Regions from separate parts of the Mus musculus genome. Here all the other regions are linked to region 4. A link is a contact called in public HiChIP or PLAC-seq and promoter capture Hi-C data. All regions are on one chromosome and are shown on one strand. Each heading gives the region's core, a stretch centred on a gene start, on an enhancer-like site or on the middle of the called end of the contact. The rest is flanking DNA. Distances are from core to core; before and after follow the strand shown. Region 1 holds the start of Mmp12 (matrix metallopeptidase 12). Region 2 has its middle 17 kb from the start of Mmp12. Region 3 holds the start of Mmp13 (matrix metallopeptidase 13). Region 4 holds the start of Tmem123 (transmembrane protein 123).

Region 1 (3,075 bases), core at 406-2,905, 420 kb after region 4:
CTATGCCTGGATTTTACATATCTTCTTGGGATCTGAACTCTTATCCTCAGTCTGAAGTTAACGAATGCATTTGTATTAACAATTTACAGAGGCTACTTTTGGATTTAGAACTACGTTGTAGCTAAATGGTCTAGGTTTCTAGAAGCTACACTCATAGGTAAGTAGAAAAGCTCCCCAGGGCAAACACTGACATTACCTGTAAGTGAGGTACCGCTTCATCCATCTTGACCTCTGGGGCACTGCTCTAAGATGCTGTACATCGGGCACTCCACATCGAGGGATGTGCATTATTGCCAGAGTTGAGTTGTCCAGTTGCCCAGTTGCTTCTAGCCCAAAGAACTGCTGCATTTCCTGGAGTTTTTCTTTTAGGAAGTTTCTATTGGTTTTTGTTTTTGTCATTGGAATTCTGTCCTTTCCATAATCATAAAATCTTGACAAGTACCACTAGATAAAACACAAGCATTGCACACGGTTGTATGCAGCCAGGTTTCTGCTGGGAACCCTGCAAACATGGTCAGTAGTATACTGATATTCTAGAACCAGGTATTTTAATCACAGGCTACATTATTATTATTATTATTACCTAGGGAATCAATTATAAGGAGGAAAAAATAATTTCCTACGCTATTTAAAACATAAATGATTAGTCAGATTACCAAAATTCCAGAGGAAGAACTATTTATTATTCTCCTTCTTCAGACCTGCTTCTAGGTTTTTAAGGAGCCATTTTAGCATCTAGTATATACGGGTACTTGATTGGGGAAGGTAGTTTAGTGGTACAGCAATTATCTAGCATGCTAGCAGGTCTAGGGTTAGTCCCCAGCAGTGGGAAAATCTTGACACAGTAGAAAACTTGAATGAATTCAAAGTAATAATAATGTTAGAAAATAGAGCCAGCTGCTGAGGAGGGCGATACAGAAGGGTCATCTGAGCCCACAAGTTCAAAACCAGACTAGACAACACAGTAGGATTCTGTGTAAAAAAGGAATATATATATAATTTTAGAAAATAGATGTTCAAGTTTTTTTAATTAGAAAAAGGTAAAATTTCACATCTTACTTAAAATACTTATGAATAAATATATGAGATAAATCGCAGAGAGAACATGCTGTAACTATCATAAAATCTTGAAGTGGTCACATGGACTAAGCAAAGTCCAAATCTTGCATTATTACTGGATATTAAACTACTACCTCAAATAAAAGACAAATGGAGTGAGAGACCAATACACAACACTCTATTAGAAATGTAATCTAATTATATTGAGCTAAAGTAATTTAGCCAAAGCTTTTTGTAGATGGTACAATTATTCACCAGTTTAATGACATTCTTTCATCTTTATAATCCTCTCTGGAAAACAAAACATGGTAACAAGAGAGAATCTGTACTGATTTTCAAATCGAATCACACTTTTCAACATACTATTTGCAAATTCAGCAACTATTAAAGATACAGTCAGGCTGGACCAGAGCAATGCTGTCAATACTTACTTCAGCAAATTCACTGTCATTCATGGGAGCAGCCCCACAGGCAGATACCTGTAAGAACACAATCATCATGAGAAATTTCATTGTGCAGACTCCTTTCAGCAGAGTGCAGCTCATCAACCTGTTCCCTCCGACTGCAAGTTCCCTTAAAGCCCCACTTTATATAACCCTAGTACCAGGATCTGTGACCATGAAATCCTCTATCTGACTCACTGTTGATGTCATCCCTTGATTTACTTCAGAATCATGTGAAGTAACAGCAGGTCAAACCATTGTCTAATTCATCACTCATCTCTGTACCTCTCTGTTTCTTACAAATGACCGGTAAATCTTAACTTCCACCTACTTCTACCTGAAGGTAAGACAAAACATCGATAACACAGTAGCCAAAAATACAAACAGAACTCCATTAGCAGAGTTTTGGAAAGCTTGGTATCGACAACTCTCTTTATAATTTATAATATAGGTAAAGTGCTTTAAAGTAAAATTTTAAAAAATGTGTGAAGAAAATATTTTTGCTAGAATACATCAATCCTTTATTTGTTTAAATATCAGAGAAAATTTGTACAATGAGCATGCTTTGATGTTTGCTCTATGTGCAGGCTTGGGTTCTTATATGGATTGAGACTTTTACTCATGGAAGCTGAAATCCAATCCTGACAGGTTGTCTGGGGAGATTCTGGAACTTCGTTCCTCATCTTTCATGCTATTGGAGTTCAGCACTTGCAGCTATGTTGTGAAAGACTTCCTTTCTTTCTGCCGCCTCTCCATTTCTTTCCCCCATGAAGTGTTTAAAGAATAGAAACATTCAGAAATCAAGGATTAAAACTCCCAAAGTACAATTTTGGAATGAGGCTGCTGTGTGGGCAGAGGCTCTGTTCAACACTCACTTAATCCCACCACATGCAGAGTCTACATGAAGAGCCTAGTGCATAGGTATGTGAATGGGTTATAATTTAGACTTCCAATTTCCCTGAATTCAGACATGCTGTCTACTTCCTAGTGTTAATTTTAATTCATCTTTTAGGGGCCATGAAATGATTCAGCAAGCAAAGGCACTTGCTCCCGAAGCTGACGAGCTGAGTTTGATCTCCTGGATGCGACATGGTGAGAACAGATGACTGGAAGTTGTCATCTGGTTTCTACAGGCCTACTATGCAATGCATGTACACAGAGACGTGCACAAGAAACAAACACAAACAAACAAACACACACACACTTAGCTTTAGGTGATCATGCAAAACAACAGATCCAGTAGAGTTTATAGGTGTCCTGTGCCTTGTGATCATTTGTTTTCCTTTTCTTCTAAGATAGGAAGAGGAATCCCCCTGCCCCTGTACTATCCCTGATACTTACCAAATCTTGCCTCTTTTTACGTGAGTGGCTTGACTCTAGGTTCCACTTGAGATGAGAACTATTTAACTATTTAACTTCCTTATGCTCTTGTGACAGTTAAATGAGACAGTGACTTATGCGTGCTGGTGACAGGAAAGCTGCTCACTATTATGAAGTTCCTTCCCTTTGTCCTTAATAGGGACTGTTAAGCACTAAATTTGTAAGTAGGAGAAGTTCAAGGGTTCAAAAAGGG
Region 2 (2,996 bases), core at 482-2,981, 430 kb after region 4:
TGTTATACACTAAATTTATAGTACTGGTGAAAAAAATGGAACATAGAAAATTATACTATAAATAGGAGGCCATGCCTCTAGTATAAACCTGGGTGCCCAAGAAGGCTTCTGATATAAGGCTGCATTTGAAATAAGATTTAAATACTACAACAGAGTTGCAAGAGAAGCATGAGTATGCTTATTTACACTAACTGCAGAAATGACAGAGTTTGACTGCTTTGGACTACTGAAAAGGGATGACTGAATATTAGTGTAGAGTTGTAGGAGTTGGCCAATTGAAAGGTTTGATTGGAGAGGGAAGTTGTGCAAGGGATCAGGCTGGGGGAAGTTTCTAATCCTCATTGAGAAATCTGAATCATAGTCCACAAACCAAGCTTTTGATGGTTTTTGAGCAAGGGACTGACATAATTATTAAACAAGAAGGATGTTTACAGGCTGTCTGTCTGCTCCTGAACAATGCCTACCCTGCTGGCTGACATTGCCATCCTGTGTATGTTCGTTAGCACTCATGACTAACTTGGAGGTTTTTAGTACAAATAAAAATGAAGCAGTATTTTGGCCTTTCATAATGTTCTAAGTAAAATGATGTGATTATAGGTAGCTTTTATGCAGCTGGGATGTAGATCAGTTGGTAGAGTTTTTGACTAGTATGCACGATGCTCTGTGGTGTGTTGGTACATCTCTTTAACAACAGCACTTGGGAGGCTGACAAAGGAGGAACAAGAATTCAAGGTCCTCTCAGCCTAAGCTAAAATCAGTAAACAAACAAATAAGCAAAGCCTCCTACAAGACAAGATTTTAAGATTCTATACTGTTTTTTTTTCCCAGTGTGATTTGAGATACTTATTAGTTTCTAGCTAGAAAACAGCACACATATTTATTTGACACATAATCTTGATATGTAGACCAGGCTGGCTTACAACTTGCTATGCAGACCAAGATTTCCTAGATCTTAAAGCCATTTTTCTCTTTCTGCCTTCTCAGTACTGGGAGATCAAGAGATGGATATTTTTATTCTTCCACCCTCCATAAAGGTAGAGTAAAAACTAGCCATGGACTAAATATTTAGTGTCTGGTTATTTCTGCACAGAAGATAATTAGTTCCCAGTCAAAAGGCTGGGTGGGCATGAAGAAGTAGTTTTGGGTCTTCTTTGGGTTCGTGTTGTAAACGTCTGAGGTCTACACTCATGGAGGGCAGAAGAATGAAAATATCCATTTCTTGATCTCAAAGACATATTATATTAATAGAGGAGATAAAAGAAGAGATAACTTGAGGAAATAATAAAGCAGCAATCAAGCAGTTGTGAAATAATTCCAAAAGAAAATCAAGAGCTATAGCCAATGTGCCTTCAGCATCTATCAAGTCCCCATCTTCAGTGGTATGAACTTGAGACGACATTGTTTTGAGTCTTTTTTTGAAAACACATTAATTGGAAACCTGCTCAACAGTTCTACAGAGGATGAAGAGAAATAACCCTGGTACTCAAGATGCTGTGACAGAGGGCGCATGAGTGCATGGTCAATGGGGGCTACATAGGAGTTAGGGCAACTTACACATGTCAGTGAGAAGAAAGGAGGGAAGGCAATAAAGGGAAAAAAGAGAAGGTAAAGAAACGAAAATTTGCTTTCTTGTTGCTTAAAAAACAGCTCAAAGGCAAGGGAACTCTAGTCACAACTGAGGTCTAGGTAAGTGAGTCATGCTGTGAAGAAAAATAACTGACTTCTGTGGAACCAGCTACTTCCTAATGTGGGTAATCCTCTCCAAGCACATACCCTAAGCTCGGTTCTCCTGGGTGGAGCCCAAAAGGAGAATGACTATAATAGTTTGTCATGAGGGTCAGCGCATGACCATCTTAATACTAAAAAAACTTAGACCATTCCTCCACCATTTCCGTTCTGTTTTGTCTCTGCTAGCTTCTTGGCACCTTGGAACGTGCACTCTAGGAACAGGAATGACCTCATTTCCTAGAGATCTCTTTAAAGCAACTTGTCTCTATACTGCTTATGTTCAGCATTGACTTGAAAAATCCAGCAGTTCAGTCCTCAGGGAGGAAAAGGAGTGGGGACACAGTCATCTCATAAGAAGATGAGAATGTAGAGATCCATTTGAGTCCCAGCCTGGTCAGCAGGGTCAGGGTGGTGGAGTATTTTGTACACCTGAATGGTCAAGGAAAGAGAGTGCCCAGAATATTTTCATCCTTATATGAAAACATCATTATTTGAAATGTGTTCATTTTCTTTGCATTTCAACCTTCTGAATGTATGAGAATAAAAGAAGTAACCAGATATTCTCTATGTATGGACCCTCTCAGCCTTTTGAAGGATAGCATACATTTCCCATGACTTGTAGTATCTCTCATCCAATCAACACTTAGCTTGACCATCAACTGTGGTCAAAATTTCCACACTAAAGGTCCTAAGTCTTTTTCTTGGGTTCTCTTACTGGTGTGTGTGTGTGTGTGTGTGTGTGCTTTCTGGTAATTGAACATAAAGTCCCATGCATATGCCTTACACTAAGCCTCCATGTGCCATCTTATCCTTCTCAACAGTATTAGATTTTTCTTTAGATTAAAAAAATTTGATAGGCACTGATTGTATGTATTTAGGTACAGTATAAGATTTAAATTCATGTAAACAGTAGATCAATATAACTGGCACATCCGTTGTCTTTAACATCTATTATTTCCTTGTGATGGAAACATTTAAACTTTTCTTTACTATTTATAATGTACAATTAATTGATGCTCTTGGCCATAGTTGCTCTCTTGTGCTCTAGAACAGTAGAATTCATTCATACTACTAGAGTGCACTATGGTGCCCAATGACCATTCTTTATCCCCTCCCCTACTACATACACACAACCCCTCCTAAAGTATAATAAGATAAAACAAAAAAACAATATATTAGAATTGGGAAAAAACAGAAGGAAAAGAGTCCAAGACAAGACGCAGAAATCAAAGACCTACTTGTTGGCACACTCAGGCATCCTATAAAAA
Region 3 (2,969 bases), core at 367-2,866, 490 kb after region 4:
GTAAATGACTGGTGAAAGGAATAAAAAAAAATGAAAGCAAGGAAGGATTAGTGTATGAGCATGTGTCTAAATAACTCCACACCCTTACCTTTAGTCCCAAAAGATATCATGATGTCAGCAGTGCCATCATAGATTCTGGTGAAATTCAGTGGTGTCACATCAGACCAGACCTTGAAGGCTTTTCTGAAGGCCTTCTCCACTTCAGAATGGGACATATCAGGAGTATAGTTCACAATCCTATTCAACATAGAAAATGTCAGCTAAATTTTGAAAGGTTAAAACTGTTTGTAAAACATACTCTCTTAGGGACTGGTGAGATGGCTCAGTGGCTAAGAGCACTGGCTGCTCTCCCAGAGGTCCCGAGTTCATTTCCTAGCAATCACAAGGTGGCTCACAATCATTCATAGGGCTATAGGGAGATCTGATATCCTCTTCAGGCAGGTGGCTGTATATGCAGCAGAACACTTGTACATTAAATAAATACATTAAACAAACAAACAACATAGAACAAAAAAAGCAAATATACTTTCTTAGAATATTGCTTTTCAACTTGAAATGGCTGCTTTAAAGTTTCCATTAGATATAATAGGTGCTTTAAAAGAATTAAATTCAAGAGTTCTGTCTAATATTTAATCACTGTCAAATAAATAAATACCTTGGCACCTTAAATTTAACATATTAAATATAAATTTGTTGGCAGCTAAAATCTGGCACTGTAGGGTCTGAGGAAAGAGTGGAACCCTCCATCTTCAGGAACATCATCATAAATACAGCAAAAATTTTTTAAATTTCTTCCCTGACTTGTGGTTTCATTTCTACAAGAAATATCTTGAGACACTCACCAAAAATAATGTTGGGGCTAGCATTGAGATAATAGGTCTTACTAATTTATTAGTTTTTTATGTTGACTTACAGAACTCATTTAGAAATACGTGTAATATAAACTTTTTAATTTTGCAGAAAAATGCAATCAGATATTAAATATAAGTTACTTCTGTGCTTCTTAACCTTGTATTAAAGCTAATTCTGAACCGAACCTCCAATTAACTACTCCAGGCCTACTTAACGTCAGACACGTAGAAGAAAAAAGTAACATATGTGAGGGACAGAGCCTCTGCTTTACCTGTAAGTTAAGTTCGTTTGGGACCATTTGAGTGTTCTAGGGAAAACATTGTATTCACCCACATCAGGCACTCCACATCTTGGTTTTCTCATGATGTCTAAGGTGGGATCATCAAGTTTGCCAGTCACCTCTAAGCCAAAGAAAGATTGCATTTCTCGGAGCCTGTCAACTGTGGAGGTCACTGTAGACTTCTTCAGGATTCCCGCAAGAGTCGCAGGATGGTAGTATGATTTCAAGTAGTGCTAGAAAAGAGACCAAAATAACCAGCTTTTAAGAGAATAGGGATTTGAGAAATGCACTACAGTGCCATCCTTGGCAGAATACAGTACCTCTGCAAACACAAGGTCTTCCTCAGACAGGTCATCATCATCATCATCACCATAGGGAAGGGGCAGGGACCAACAGGGAGTCCAGCTCAACAAGAAGAAGGTGGCCAGGATAGCTGAATGCATGGTGCCCAGCAGTGCCTGGAGTCTCTCCTTCCCAGGGCAAGCATCTTCTATTTTATAGCATGATAGTGATGAGTCACCACTTTGGGGTGTGTGTTAACTTCCTAGTGAGGCGAAGGTAAACATGCTTACATGGTATTTTTTTTTCTTCCTAAGTGTGGTTTGTGGCAGAATCTGAGGGAAATGGAAAATGAAGGCATCTCTACTTTCAGTGGGGGAATATCAAAACTCATCTGGCAAAATAAACAGCCTCAGCATTTTCATGGATATAGTGGGGAGAAGCAGCAGCTAGTATATTTTTCACTTCACTGGACAAAAATGTTGTCTTCCTTTTGTAGGGAAAACAGCTACTCTGAGTTTTTCAGGTAATAATAATAGCAAAGTAAAATGTTTGTTCCTGTAAGGAAAGACAAAGTTCTGTCCACAAAATGGTTATAGGTTGATGAGTTCTCAACTCTATTCTGTCTTGAGCAGCAACAGTGAGAATCCTTGCTGTATTTCCTTGAAGGCCTCAGAAATGTATAAGAACCAAGCTTGAGGTCTTTAAGACACTGTAGATGATTGAGTCCTGCCACAGACCACCGCAGTCGGGTATGGGGGTCCCTGGAATGAGGGTCCTTGAAGCGAGGTGGGTAAGGATTCAGTGGTGACAAACAGAAACAAACACAGAGGCAGTTTGAATCTGAGTGTATTCTGCAGCTCTCAAGCAGGGGGTTTTATACATTAAAAACTGAACATTACATTTCTTAGAAACTGTATCCAGTGAAACAATCACAAATACCAACAAAAGTCATCTGACACAGTAAAGCACAAAAATCATCCAAGCATTACAACTCTGAAACTATGTATTCAGTGAATCACAAACAGAACTGGTAACATCATTATAAATCATCAAAATATAACAATTCTAAAAGAATGTATTCAGTGGGAGCTGTCGTCCAAGGCTAGTGGTATATTTCCAGGAGCAGGTTAATAGATCTTTAATGGGCTGAACTAACTTTCTAGCCCCATGGTCAATTATTATTTAACATCTAGTGCCTGTCTTTTTGTAATCTTCAATGTATAAATTTGAACTATTTTAATTCTTTCTAATTAAGGCTTTCTTTACCATATCTCAAAATCTACCTCCAATGACACATGTGTAGTCATATGAAATTTTATTGTTGGGAAAATTTTTATCATAATAGTTTTGTAAATGATTTGGAAAGTAAAGCGTTGGTTTCCCTGGGGATAAGGTCATCTTAGTGGCCCCATCTCTAGGAGTGGTTTCTTACCCATTATTCTCAATTAAGATCTTGGCCTAGGCTACCAGGAACATGTAAATAAGAAAAGGAATAAGAGAAAGCAAAACAGATAGATTGCCATGAGAACTACAGCTCAATCATTTTTCTCTGGCA
Region 4 (3,013 bases), core at 334-2,833:
GCATTTCAGGTTTTCCAAATAGCACTAACCTCTCTAGTGAGACACTCACAATCAGAGCATAGTGAGAAAGTCCAACAGCAACAACAACAAAAATGTTTTGAGGGCAAAAGATAGAAAAGGGCACTCCACTTCAATCAGTAATTCGTGAGAGGAAAAAAATCTGTACACACAAGGCAAGCAGCTGGGTAGGATAAAGGCCTCCTCCCATAAGCAGTCTAATATTTGCTCTAAGACAGAGTCTCAACATTCTTTCCTTAACTGATCTCAGAAGTAGTCCTGCAATTCCAGTTTGTCACTGGTACAAGTCAAAAGAGCAAACATAAAACATAACCAATCGAAGTGAAGAAGCCCTGTAATCCCCGAAGTAGAGTTAGGCATATCAGAAGTTCAAGGTTATCTTCAGCCACATAGGGAGTTCAAAGCCAGTTAGGGCTTCATGGATACAAGAGATCCTGACTCTACAAAACACAGTGAAATTCAGCACAACAGAAATAGGGTTGTTTAATTCACCCAGATTATTCCAGCCAAAGCAGGTGTTGGGCCTAAATCATCTGCTTAAGTAAACTCACTGGTTATCCCTTCATAGATGAGACTGAAAAACACAACAGATGACTGAGCTGAAAATCACAAAGACTTTGGTCATTTAAAGTTTCTTATCCTAGTTTACTATTTCCCTAGCGACTGGACTCTAGTAGATGACAAGGGACAATAGAATTTTCACAAACTCAGAGTTCTTCTCAAAGTGTTCAAAACGTCAAGGTTTCGAAGAGAAACAAAATCCCCAACACAGAAGGCTGTCAACATCATCTTGTTATGACCTTAATGATGACGTCGTAGGCTCTGGACCACAGGGACCTCAAGGCTGCTGCGTATGCAGCAGTAGTGACTACAGTCCGAGCACAAGCCTCATCTGCGCAGGGGAACAAGGCGCGTACACCCAAGGTTCCCACTCAGCCGAACTGGCCCTGGAATCCAACTTGAATTCTGGGAGTACCTTCAGCAGGAAGCTGTGTGGGTAGACAATCAGACCTGTTTTTGCGGCAGTTAGCGAACAAATTTCAATCTACAGGTCTTGCTACCAGCCACAGAACTACAGTGAAGAGGACCAACTTGAGTCTTCGGCTGAAGGGCCATCCCAGGGAAACTCAGCAAGTTCTGCACACCACGCCGGCTTGCCGTCCCCAAGCAGGGGAGAGACGGAGTCTCGCTCCGCAGGTGGCCCGCGGGCGAAGAGGGAAATGAGGTTGGGGTGGGAGTCTACCGTGGACGCGTGGAACTTTCCACGCGGACGCCGAACATGGAGAGGCAGGCCGCCGCAGTGCGCTTCCTCTGCGCCTGCCAACTTACCCTGAGCGTCGGTCGGGTCCTGCGCCGCCCCTAGCAGCGCCAGCACCTGCAGCACGCCCAGCAGCAGCGCGGCCCGCGCGCACAGCGCCATTGTTCCCAGGGCCCCTGAGCGCCCGCAGCAACCGCCCGGCGCCCAGAGCTGCTCTCCGCGCACGCGACCGCTCCGCGTCCCCTTCCGCCCTTACCGCTCCCCTGCAGACGCCGCCGCCAGTCCCCCCAGTGACCAAATAGGGATAGGCCAGGCGGCCTGGGGCGGGGCCAGGGCGTGGTCGGCAAAGTCAGGAGGGGCGTGGCCCACAGGAGGCAGGGCGGGGAAGAGCTGCAGGGCCAAGAGAGGGAGTGGCTCTGAGAAAAGAGGAGAGCCGGGAGAGGGCGTGGCTTACAGAGGCGGGGCAAGGGGGACAGGCCTCAGACGGGAGGGGCGTGGCTCTCTGAACAGTACTGAGGAGCGGATAAGAGGCGGGGCTCTCGGAGGCGGATGAGGTCGTGGTTTTGGGAGTGGCGTGGTCCGGACTAAGTGCTACGACAGCTGTGGCTCTATCTCTGACTTTCAAGGGGTAGTCGTCTACCAGGACTTCCTGAAGACAGGCTTTATTTAGAAGTTTTCGGGTGGGATTGGCATGGTTGCGGCGCGGAGTAAGAGAGGGAGTCACAGACTGGATGATTGCAGCCTCTCAGAGGAGTGAAGGAAAGTCAGACTCAAAAAAGTTTCAAAGTAACCGTCATGATCTTGGTACTCCACTTGTGCCTCCTTTTTTCTACAACTGGAAAAACATGTAGAGTGGGCGGTGCAGTTTGCAGACCAGTTGGAAACTTAGCACCTATAACCTAGATCCCTGTCTTCTAGAGTTCGCTGTCCCGACTCAAAAACAGCCTGTTGTAGTCTAGTTTTTTGGCAAAATCCCTCGTAAGCCCTAGGGCCAATGCTGCATTTTGATTCCACTCAGAATTCTAAAATTATGTGTCTAGTACACATCACTCAACTAACGTGGAAGATGGACACAGCTTCCACAGGGTATTGCAGCTCTCTAACACCTGATCCAGGGCATTTCAAAGATAAGCCTAAAACTTTGTTATGAAAAATACTTTTCGACTTCCACAAAGCTTCTTTGTTATAGATGTGTGATGATCATGGATTAATTAGGCCCGTTTTCTCTACATTTACAAGACATATGAAACTGCAACCAGCCAACCTGAAAATACCAGCATCTACCACGGGCTTTAAAAAACAGCTGTGTGTTTAGGATTTGATGGTTCTATTTCTGAAGAATCTAGCCAAGTGCTTCCAGGCATGGACTAGGAAGGATCATTCTGTATTCAGAATGAATGCTTGCCCTGACTCCAGTTTTTGGAACCCAGTGCTCAGTGTGGTGATTTAAAGAGGCGGGGTATTGGAGAAGCGACTGAGCTAGAAGAACAGGGATCTCAACAGTGAAATAAGTGCCTCATGAAAGTGGCCTGAGACCAGGGGCCTTCAACAGACACCAGGTCAGTTGCTGGCATTACCTTTGACTTCCCAAGAAGAAATGTTTCAAGAATACTGATGTAATCTAACCTTACATGTTTACACAGTTCCCTAGCTGGTGTAGTAGCGAAAAACTGTAATTCCAGTACTTAGGAGACAGAGGCAGGAGGATTGCTGAAAATTCAAGGCTAATCTGAGCTA

Evidence for each region. Promoter capture Hi-C pulls out the DNA fragments that hold promoters and counts their contacts. HiChIP or PLAC-seq counts read pairs in DNA pulled down with a chosen protein or histone mark.
Region 1: a contact with region 4 is called in an H3K27ac HiChIP or PLAC-seq map of bone marrow-derived dendritic cells, with 4 times the contacts expected there. The contact joins the promoter of Mmp12 here to the promoter of Tmem123 in region 4. A contact is called at or near these places in 2 of 39 promoter capture datasets (the C10 cell line and pre-B cells), 2 of 115 datasets of contacts at active chromatin or transcription factors (bone marrow-derived dendritic cells and bone marrow-derived macrophages) and 1 of 9 other capture datasets (macrophages).
Region 2: an H3K4me3 HiChIP or PLAC-seq map of bone marrow-derived macrophages shows a contact between it and region 4, with 4 times the contacts expected there. The contact joins the enhancer-like site here to the promoter of Tmem123 in region 4. A contact is called at or near these places in 1 of 39 promoter capture datasets (the C10 cell line) and 1 of 115 datasets of contacts at active chromatin or transcription factors (bone marrow-derived macrophages).
Region 3: a contact with region 4 is called in a promoter capture Hi-C map of pre-B cells. The contact joins the promoter of Mmp13 here to the promoter of Tmem123 in region 4. A contact is called at or near these places in 2 of 39 promoter capture datasets (the C10 cell line and pre-B cells) and 1 of 115 datasets of contacts at active chromatin or transcription factors (large pre-B cells).

Annotation. Positions count from the first base shown.
Region 1 is chr9:7,345,954-7,349,028 of GRCm38.p6, reverse strand. It overlaps Mmp12 (matrix metallopeptidase 12), which reads right to left and starts at 1,655. Exons shown (of 10, transcript NM_008605.3): 1 at 1,491-1,655; 2 at 197-444. The coding sequence starts at 1,604.
Region 2 is chr9:7,329,341-7,332,336 of GRCm38.p6, reverse strand. No RefSeq gene overlaps it. Among named protein-coding and RNA genes, the nearest start is that of Mmp12, 17 kb to the left of the region's middle. Within about 2 kb of position 1,731, at least 5 of the 459 cell types and tissues checked have an H3K27ac peak or open chromatin away from gene starts, as enhancers often do. A contact at or near this core is called in bone marrow-derived macrophages, where this site is marked.
Region 3 is chr9:7,271,161-7,274,129 of GRCm38.p6, reverse strand. Mmp13 (matrix metallopeptidase 13) reads right to left here and starts at 1,616. Exons shown (of 10, transcript NM_008607.2): 1 at 1,453-1,616; 2 at 1,124-1,365; 3 at 89-237. The coding sequence starts at 1,575. Gm31639 (a long non-coding RNA gene) reads right to left here. Exons shown (of 5, transcript XR_379095.2): 5 at 2,622-2,969.
Region 4 is chr9:7,762,647-7,765,659 of GRCm38.p6, reverse strand. Tmem123 (transmembrane protein 123) reads right to left here and starts at 1,583. Exons shown (of 5, transcript NM_133739.2): 1 at 1,348-1,583. The coding sequence starts at 1,438.